Linked DNA regions of Mus musculus: region 1 is linked to region 2. A link is a contact called in public HiChIP or PLAC-seq data. All regions are on one chromosome and are shown on one strand. The core of a region is the stretch at or near the end of the contact, and the rest is flanking DNA. Distances in the headings are between cores, read along the strand shown. Region 1 overlaps Alkbh8 (alkB homolog 8, tRNA methyltransferase). Region 2 holds the start of Alkbh8 (alkB homolog 8, tRNA methyltransferase).

The links. HiChIP or PLAC-seq counts read pairs in DNA pulled down with a chosen protein or histone mark.
Region 1: a contact with region 2 is called in an H3K4me3 HiChIP or PLAC-seq map of embryonic stem cells, with 4 times the contacts expected there. The contact joins the enhancer-like site here to the promoter of Alkbh8 in region 2. A contact is called at or near these places in 1 of 39 promoter capture datasets (macrophages), 4 of 484 Hi-C or Micro-C datasets (embryonic stem cells, erythroid progenitors, extraembryonic endoderm stem cells and 1 more), 6 of 115 datasets of contacts at active chromatin or transcription factors (the SCID.adh cell line, bone marrow-derived macrophages and embryonic stem cells) and 3 of 9 other capture datasets (adipose tissue, liver and pancreatic islet).

What each region holds. Positions count from the first base shown.
Region 1 is chr9:3,374,432-3,379,080 of GRCm38.p6, forward strand. All of the region lies in intron 10 of Alkbh8 (alkB homolog 8, tRNA methyltransferase), which reads left to right. Among named protein-coding and RNA genes, the nearest start is that of Gm23275, 19 kb to the right of the region's middle. Within about 2 kb of position 2,085, at least 8 of the 459 cell types and tissues checked have an H3K27ac peak or open chromatin away from gene starts, as enhancers often do. A contact at or near this core is called in embryonic stem cells, where this site is marked.
Region 2 is chr9:3,333,310-3,337,828 of GRCm38.p6, forward strand. It overlaps Alkbh8 (alkB homolog 8, tRNA methyltransferase), which reads left to right and starts at 1,922. Exons shown (of 12, transcript NM_026303.1): 1 at 1,922-1,941.

The DNA.
Region 1 (4,649 bases), core at 835-3,334, 41 kb after region 2:
CTGCATATGTATCAGAAGATGGCCTAGTCAGCCATCATTGGGAAGAGAGGCCCCTTGGTCTTGCAAACTTTATATGCCCCAGTAACAGGTGAATGCCAGGGCCAAGAAGTAGGAGTGAATGTGTAGGGGAACAGTTCTAGGGGAGGGTATAGGGAACTTTTGGGATAGCATTTGAAATATAAATAAAGAAAATATCTAATAAAAAAATATTGAAAAAGAAAAAAGAAAATGCTGTCTTTTTTTCACTGGATGGTTTTAACTCCTTTGTCAAAGATCAAGTGACCATAGGTGTGTGGGTTCATTTCTGGGTCTTCAATTCTATTCCTTTGATCTTCCTGTCTGTCGCTATACCAGTACCATGCAGTTTTTATCACAATTGCTCTGTAGTACAGCTTGAGGTGATTCCCCCAGAATCTTCTTTTATTGTTGAGAATAGTTTTGGCTATCCTAGGTTTTTTGTTATTCCAGATGAATTTGCAAATTGCCTTTCTAACTCAGTGAAGAATTGAGTTGGAATTTTGATGGGGATTTCATTGAATCTGTAGATTGCTTTTGTCAGGATATCCATTTTTACTATATTAATCCTGCCAATCCATGAGCATGGGAGATCTTTCCATCTTCTGAGATATTCTTTGATTTCTTTCTTCAGAGACTTGCATATAGATATTTCACTTCCTTCTTTCACACTAAGGTATTTTCTATTATTTGTGTCTATTGTGTAGGGTGTTGTTTCCCTAATTTCTTTCTCAGCCTGTTTATCCATTGTGTAGAGAAAGCCCACTGATTTGTTTGAGTTAATTTTATATCTAGCCACTTCACTGAAGCTGTTAACAGGTTTAGGAATTCTCTGATGGAATTTTTAGGGTCACTTGTATATACTATCATATCATCTGCAAATAGTGGTATTTTGACTTCTTCCTTTCGAATTTGTATCCCCTTGACCTCCTTTTGTTGTCTAATTGCTCTGGCTAGACTTCTAGTACTATATTGAATAGGTAGGGAGAAAGTGGGCAGCCTTTTAGTGGAATTCTTTCCAGCTTCTCTTCATTTACTTTGATGTTGGCTACTGGTTTGCTGTATATTGCTTTTATTATGTTTAGGTATAGGCCTTGAATTCCTGATCTTTCCAAGTTTTTTATCATGGAGGGGTGTTGGACTTTGTCAGATGCTTTCTCAGCATCTAACAAGATGATCATGTGGTTTTTGTCTTTGAGTTTGTTTATATAGTGGATTCCGTTGATGGATTTCCGTATATTAAACCATCCCTGAATCGCTGGAATGATGGACTATTGTTTTGATGTGTTCTTGGATTCGGTTTGCGAGGACTTTATTGAGTATTTTTGCATCGATATTCATTAGGGAAATTGGTCAGAAGTTCTCTTTCTTTGTTGGATCTTTGTGTGGTTTAGGTATCAGAGTAATTGTGGCTTCATAGAATTAATTGAGTAGTGTTCCTTCTGTTTCTATTTTGTGGAATAGTTTGAGGAGAGTTGGAATTAGGTCTTTTTTGAAGGTCTGATAGAATTCTGCACTAAACCCATCCAGTCCTGGGCTTCTTTTGGTTGGGAGGGGATATGGGGCTGTATAGATCGTTAATCTGATCCTGATTTAATTTTAGTACCTGGAATCTGTCTAGAAATCCATTTCTTGCAGGTTTCCAGTTTTGTTGAGTATAGCAAAATCATTTCTGATTTTGTTAGTTAGGATGTTGTCCCTGTGCCCTCTAGTGAGTCTGGCTAAGGGTTTATTGTTGGGGCCGGCTTGAGGCTCTCATGTAAGATTTCGAGCCTGGGAGGCAGCCTGGATCTGAAAGAAAAGGAAACTAGGCAGAGAGAGAGAGAGAGAGAGAGAGAGAGAGAGAGAGAGAGAGAGAGAGAGAGAGAGAGAGATATGGAACCAATACAGTATTCTGATCAAGGCTCAAATTTTTAATGGGGGACAAGCTTTATAAAGGAGGGGGGAAGCCCATTCCTGCCAAATCATACTCGGAGCCCAGCTGCAGGTGACCAAGTGTAGGATCAGATGTAGACTGTGGAACAGCTAGGCAGACTCCCAGCAGGTAGCAGCAGCAGCAGTTGCTGAACAATAGAGTGATCCAGGGAGGCAGGCTCCACCCTAGGTGATCTCCTTAGTAGCAACAAAGTCAAGGTCTGGCTCAGCCTGCTTCAGGCTTGTTAGAGGCTACAGTTTATCTTTCTTGTTGATTTTCTCAAAGAACCAACTCCTGGTTTGGTTAATTCTTTGAATAGTTCTTTTTGTTTCCACTTGGTTGATTTCACCCTTGAGTTTGATTATTTCCTGCCTTCTACTCTTCAGTGAATTTGCTTCCTTTAGTTCTAGAGCTTTTAGGTGTACTGTCAAGCTGCTAGTGTGTGCTCTCTCTAGTTTCTTTTTGGAGGCACTCAGAGCTATGAGTTTTCCTCTTAGGAATGCTTTCATTGTTTCCCATAAGTTGGGGTATGTTTTGGCATCATTTTCATTAAACTCTAAAAAGTCTTTAATTTCTTTATTTCTTCCTTGACCAAGTTATCCACGTGAATGTTGGCTTTGTTTTATTTATGTTGTTATTGAAGATCAGCCTTAGTGCATGGTGATCTGATAGGAATCATGGGGCAATTTCAATATTTTTGTATCTGTTGAGGCCTGTTTTGTGACCAATTATATGGTCAGTTTTGGAGAAGGTACCATGAGGTGCTGAGAAGGTATATCCTTTTGTTTTAGGATAAAATGTTCTGTAGATATCTGTTAAATCCATTTGTTTCATAACTTCTATAAGTTTCTCTTTGTTTTTATTTAGTTTCTGTTTCCAGGATCTGTTCATTGATGAGAGTGGGGTGTTGAAGTCTCCCACTATTATTGTGTGAGGTGCAATGTGTGCTTTGAGCTTTACTAAAGTTTCTTTAATGAATGTGGCTGCCCTTGCATTTGAAACATAGATATTCAGAATTGAGAGTTCATCTTGGAAGATTTTACCTTTGATGAGTGTGAAGTGGCCCTTCAAAGTTATTTTTTAAAATAACTTTGGAAGTTGATTTTATTCGATATTAGAATGGCACTCCACCTCGTTTCTTCAGACCGTTTGCTTTGAAAATCGTTTTCCAGCCTTTCACTCTGAGGTAGTGTCTGTTTTTTTCCTCTGAGATGGGTTTCCTGTAAGCAGCAAAATGTTGGGTTCTGTTTGTGTAGCCAGTCTGTTAGTCTATGTTTTTTTTTATTGGGGAATTGAGTCCATTGATATTAAGAGATATTAAGGTAAAGTAATTGTTGCTTCCTGTTATTTTGTTGTTAGATTTGGGATTCTGTTCTTGTGGCTGTCTTCTTTTAGGTTTGTTGAAGGATTACTTTCTTGCTTTTTCTAGGGCATATTCTGTCCTTGTATTGGTGTTTTTCCATTATTATCCTTTGAAGGGCTGAATTTGTGGAAAGATATTTTGTGAATTTGGTTTTGTCATGGGATACTTTGGTTTCTCCATCTATGGTAATTGAGAGGTTTGCATAGTAGCCTGGGCTGGAATTTGTGTTCTCTTAGTGTCTGTATAACATCTGTCCAGGATCTTCTAGCTTTCATAGTGTCTGGTGAGAAGTGTGGAGTAATTCTAATAGGCCTGCCTTTATATGTTACTTGACCTTTTTCCCTTACTGCTTTTAATATTCTGTGTTTATTTAGTGCATTTTTTGTTCTGATTATTATGTGTCAGGAGGAATTTTTTTTCTGGTCCAGTCTATTTGGAGTTCTGTAGGCTTCTTGTATGTTCATGGGCATCTCTCTCTTGGTATGGGAAGTTTTCTTCTATAATTTTGTTGAATATATTTGCTGGCCCTTTAAGTTGAAAATCTTCATTCTCATCTACTCCTATTATCCGTAGGTTTGGTCTTCTCATTGTGTCCTGGATTTCCTGGATGTTTTGAGTTAGGATCTTTTTGCATTTTGCATTTTCTTTAATTGTTGTAATCATGTTCTCAATGGAATCTTCTGCATCTGAGATTCTCTCTTCCATCTCTTGTATTCTGTTGCTGATGCTCGCATCTATGGGTCCTGATTTCTTCCCTATGGTTTCTATCTCCAGAGTTGTCTCCCTTTAGTTTTTCTTTATTGTTTCTACTTCCATTTTTAGATCCTGGATGGTTGTGTTCAATTCCATCACCTGTTTGGTAGTGTTTTCATGTAAGGGATTTTTGTGTTTCCTCTTTAACGGCTTCTGGCTGTTAACCTGTGTTTTCCTGTATTTCCTTCTTAAAGTCCTCCATCATCATCATGAGAAGTGACTTTAGATCCTGTCTTGCTTTTCTGGTGTGATGGTGTATCCAGGACTTGCTATGGTGGGAGAGTTTGGTTCTTATGATGCCAAGTAACCTTGGTTTATGTTGCTTCTGTTCTTACGCTTGCCTCCCGCCATCTGATTATCTCAAGTGCTTGCTGCCCTCAATATATCTGATTGGAGCCTGTCCTTCCTATAATCCCAGTTGATTCAGGACTCCTCAGAGTCCAGCTTTCTCTGTGCTCCTTTGATTGTGGGCTCCTGTGAACCTGAGATTCTGGGTGTGTCAGAGTTCTTGGCAGTCAAGCTCCTCTGAGACCCTGAAATACTGGTGTGACCCAGTTCCTGTTATCCTGGGATCCTGTTGTCCTAAGATCCTGGGCATGTTAC
Region 2 (4,519 bases), core at 672-3,171:
AGGGGGACATTTATCAAGTAGAGGAGAAAAGGGGGGAAAGAGAGATGACTACATGGGTATAGTTGCCCACATAGACATGGTAGCTCTAAGAGCCAGAGAGACACTTACCAAGTAGTTGAGAATAGTTGAATAGATAAGAATCAAGACTCTAGAATTTATAGCCAAAATGGGTAGGTGGCAAAAGTCAGCAGAAAGAAATTATCCCTACAGACCTTAAGAGATTCAAATAGTCAGCATAATTTAGAGAGACCAGCTACCTTTAAAAGAAACTAATTTGTGTTATTTCTGTGGTGGTTTCTGCACCGGATGAAAAACAAATGAGAACATGACTATGTTGAAGGATATTTAATCATACTGTGTGTACCTTGAGATTATGTGATTTACTGGAAATTTTTTGTTGTGGTGGTGGTGGTGTGGCTCAGTCTTAGCACATACTTTTAATGCAAGAGCTTTCTGTCTGAGTAGTGTAAACAGGATTAAATAAAGTCAAGAGTTAGAGAAAGCAACCACTTGACAAGAAATGACTATAGAATTATTGAGAAAAGAACCAAAGAGAGTAAGAGTATGTCAGAAGGATGGATAGAGAGACACACAGGAAGTAAGAAGGAAGAAAATTCAGTTTAAAAAAGATTTTTTTTAAGGTGGGCATTTTTTAAGGGGTATTCCTTCTGGGACATTGGCTGAGGAGGAAGGTCAACTGGGTACTTTCTCTGCCTCGCAGAGCTAGCAGGCTTTCTTCCCAGCATCTGGTTCCCAAGTCTTCATAGGAAAAATCAAACAACATGACTGCCCCAAGGTATGTTTTGAAGAGGAGGTTTATTGTAGATATGAGGGAGAGAATAGCCAGAAACATCTGGAAGTGTTTATACTGAACATGGCCAACAGACAGAGCTTGGCTTTGGGGGGTTGGGAGGGGGTAAGAGAGAAGAGAGGGATGCAAGTGTACCAAGAAAGAGCCAGGAGTAGAACCAGATAGGAGCCAATAGGCCAAGAGACCCAGTGTCCAAAATAGCTATGTTATATGGAGATCAATAAGTCGGGAAGGGAAGAAGCAGAAAGTTAGTCCCTGAGATGGAAAGGTTTAGGGGAAGGGGAGAGGTGAGCAGTGCTGGGAGGAGCAACAGGTACTGAGTAATGTTGCAGAGAGCTGCAAGTATTTGCATTGATGTTTTAGTAGGCACTTCAGTCAGTGATTTGTCCCTCTTTCTTTGAGGCCTAACAATGTGGAGTTGAGTAAATACTACAAATTAAAAACAATACTGTTACTGTTTTTTTGTCATGAGTCAATCTCATAATAGGGATATAATTATTGTCTTTAATTTTTCTGCCATTTAAACTTTACTTTGAAATATCTTTCCTGAAGTAGATCCAGTTTCTTCTGTTTTAGAGTTTCTACTCTTTCTGGTTTTTTAGATTATATTATAATTTACTCATTGCATTTCCTACCTCCAAACCCTCTCCTATACCCATCGTCCTTGCTCTTTCAAATTCATCACCTCTTTTATTATTAATTGTACATACATACATTAATACAAATTGTACAATGTTTCTTGTATTTAAGTGTTTTCAGGCTGATCATTCATTGTTGGATAAACAATTGGCGTGCTCTTCCCTGGAGAAAAGTATTTCTCTTGCTCTCAGAATTCCTTATTTGCATATTGTTCTTTGTGTAGGGTTTAGACGTTCTCGACTCTTTGCCTGACCACACAAACACAACCGTTTTCATTGTCTTTGTTCAGTTCAGTATAGGCAGTCACACTAGAGAGACTTTATGGGTGTGGCTTCTGATGTTCCCAGGAGACACAATTCACAGTAAACTTCCGTTTCTCCACCTCCATTTTCTCTGCAGTGTTCTAAGCCTGAGGTATAGGAGTTGTGCTGTAGATGTCAGTTGAGACTGAACTCTACAGCTCTGCATTTCGATTGGTGTGGTTTACACAGGTAAGTTCCCTTAAGACTACAGTTATTTGTGAGTATAAGATCAAATGTTTAGCATTTAGTAACGTGATAGTTGTAGGTCCTATTCCAACGATTACTATTCACCCAAATAAAGCAGCCAAATTTTCTGTTTCAAGCAGCAGTTTACAGACATTTGGCGGAGAAAGGGTCAACAAAGAATTTGAGTCCCGAAGGGGGTTGTGGTAGCCCCAGGGACTCATGGGAAATGTAGTACTATTGTCTGCAACATGGCGGCGTCCGGTTGAAAGGGTGTCAGAGCATAGGTGGTCAGGCTGCACCGGGGAAGGCTGGCGATTGACAAAGCAGCTGGGAGGTGAACATTTCTGGTGAGGAGAGAGAAAAGTGTACGCCACCTGATTGGGGCCTGGGGATATGGAGGATCGCAAATCCTGGCTTACTCCTTTCAGCTCCCTGTCTGCTCTGTCCTGACCAGCATGGGCCGACTCAGACCGCGAAGAGTGCAGTTTATGGGTTGGGGAGGTAAGGCCGTTGGGAACCCTGGTAGGATCTAATGTCCTTATGTTTGGCATATGATGGATGCCTAGCGGTGTCTGTATTAGCTGCCATAGGGGTTGAAGACCAACCCTTGCTTTTAGTCGTTTTTCAGCAAGCATCAATTCTGTGAAGCACGGATATGCAAGGCACTCTTGGCCCACATCTGCCTTATATTTTTTTCTTGATCAGTCCTTCTGCTTCTGGGGTCAAGTAGTGTCAGACTGTGGTTTTGATGATTTCGTTTAACGTTTGTCTCTAGCTGTTTAGCAGGTACCCAAGATTGTAGACGAGAGTTTCTGACTCCAACACATGCAGATAATTGGGATACTCACTCGGTGGGTGTTACGGAAATCGCTGAAGATGGCTGCCAAAATTAGAATTACGGAGTTTAATAGCTAAAATGGCAAATTCTGCTTAGGTTTATTTAAATATGTATATTTAATGAGTCGCTACTACATATCACATCCTGTTTAAGTGCTGTGTACTACCCGGTGAATAATACAGACAAAATCACTACTTCATGTACTTAACTTTCTATTCACTTACAGAAGATAACAAACAATGAGTGTAAGAAAAAATAGAGTGTGTAATTCAGAAACGGTAATTTTTTTCTAAGTCTTAATGTTTAACTCTGCTTTCTTTTTAAATAGATAATGTAATTTGGATAGCTTATTAATTCAAAAGACATGTATCACCTGCATGTGTATCTATATACCACCTACATGCCAGAAGAAGGAGTGAGATCTGGAACTGGAGTTGTGAATGGTTTGAATTACTATGTGGGTGCTAGGACTTGAACCCGGGTCCTCTGGAAGAGCAGCTAGTACATATAACCAGAGTCATCTCTCTAGCCACAGCTCTATTTTCTAACTCAGACACGGATACAGTACAGTTGGTACTTGGGGTACTATCCAACAAGATATATTGAGAGTTTACTAGTAGCAGAGCCTTTATTTCTTTGTTCTCGTCTTACCAACAGAGAATTTGCTCAGACTGAAGGCAACTGAACAACTAACTGCGATGGCTAGTATCCTATTTAATAGTGACCTTACTCCTGTCACATGCCAGGTGCATCCAAGCAGCTGTGCACTGACCCGATCCCTGTTCTTCACATCTGAGTAATCAGCCAAGGCCTATTGATCCTGTGGGAACTTTGTTCTCATCCTTGCCCTCCTCTCCTCCCCTCCCCTCCCCTCCCCTCCCCTCCCCTCTCCTTTCCTTTCCTTTCCTTCTATGCCTCCAGTAGAAACTAGGTTAACATTTCTGCTTGCTACAGGTGGATTAGTGCAGGTCTTCTCATTCTGAATTGTCCTATCATCATTTACAATTAACCTGCTTTACTGACTGTACCTCTTAACTTGTTTGCTAAGAAACTGAAGTAATGCCATTTTCCTACTGTCAAACTACTAGAGTTTTGACTGTGCCTTAGTTGGGTTTTTTTGTTGTTTTTTTGTTTTTTGTTTGTTTGTTTGTTTGTTTTTTGAGACAGGGTTTCTCTGTGTAGCCCTGGTTGTCCTGGAACTCACTCTGTAGACCAGGCTGGCCTCGAACCCAGAAATTCACTTGCCTCTGCCTCCCAAGTGCTGGGATTAAAGGCGTGCACCACCACACCGGGCTTGCCTTAGTTGTTTTGAAACATAATTTTATTTGTTTATTTTGTTTGTTTACTTTGAGGTATGCAGCTTTATTCTAGAGGGTCAGTAAACATATGCTACTCAAAAAATTTTATGCCAGCTGGATATGATGCTGCACATTTGTATTCCTAGCATACAAAGGCTGAGACAGGATAAACATTATGAGTTTGAGGTCACCTAGGTCTTCATAGTAAGAAACTGCCTGAATAAACAAAACATAAGCATATATTGGATATGTGGGTATATACCCACTTCAAAGGTAGATATCAGAAATGCAAGGTTATCCTCTGCCTTGTCACAATCTGGAGACCAGCCTGGGAGATACATGGCTCCCTCTTTCAAAACAAAACAACAAGAAAGTGGGGAGGGGGAACCCTTCAAATTATGTCTGTATTTCACTATTGTTGGACATTATCGTTTTTCCTTTTTCC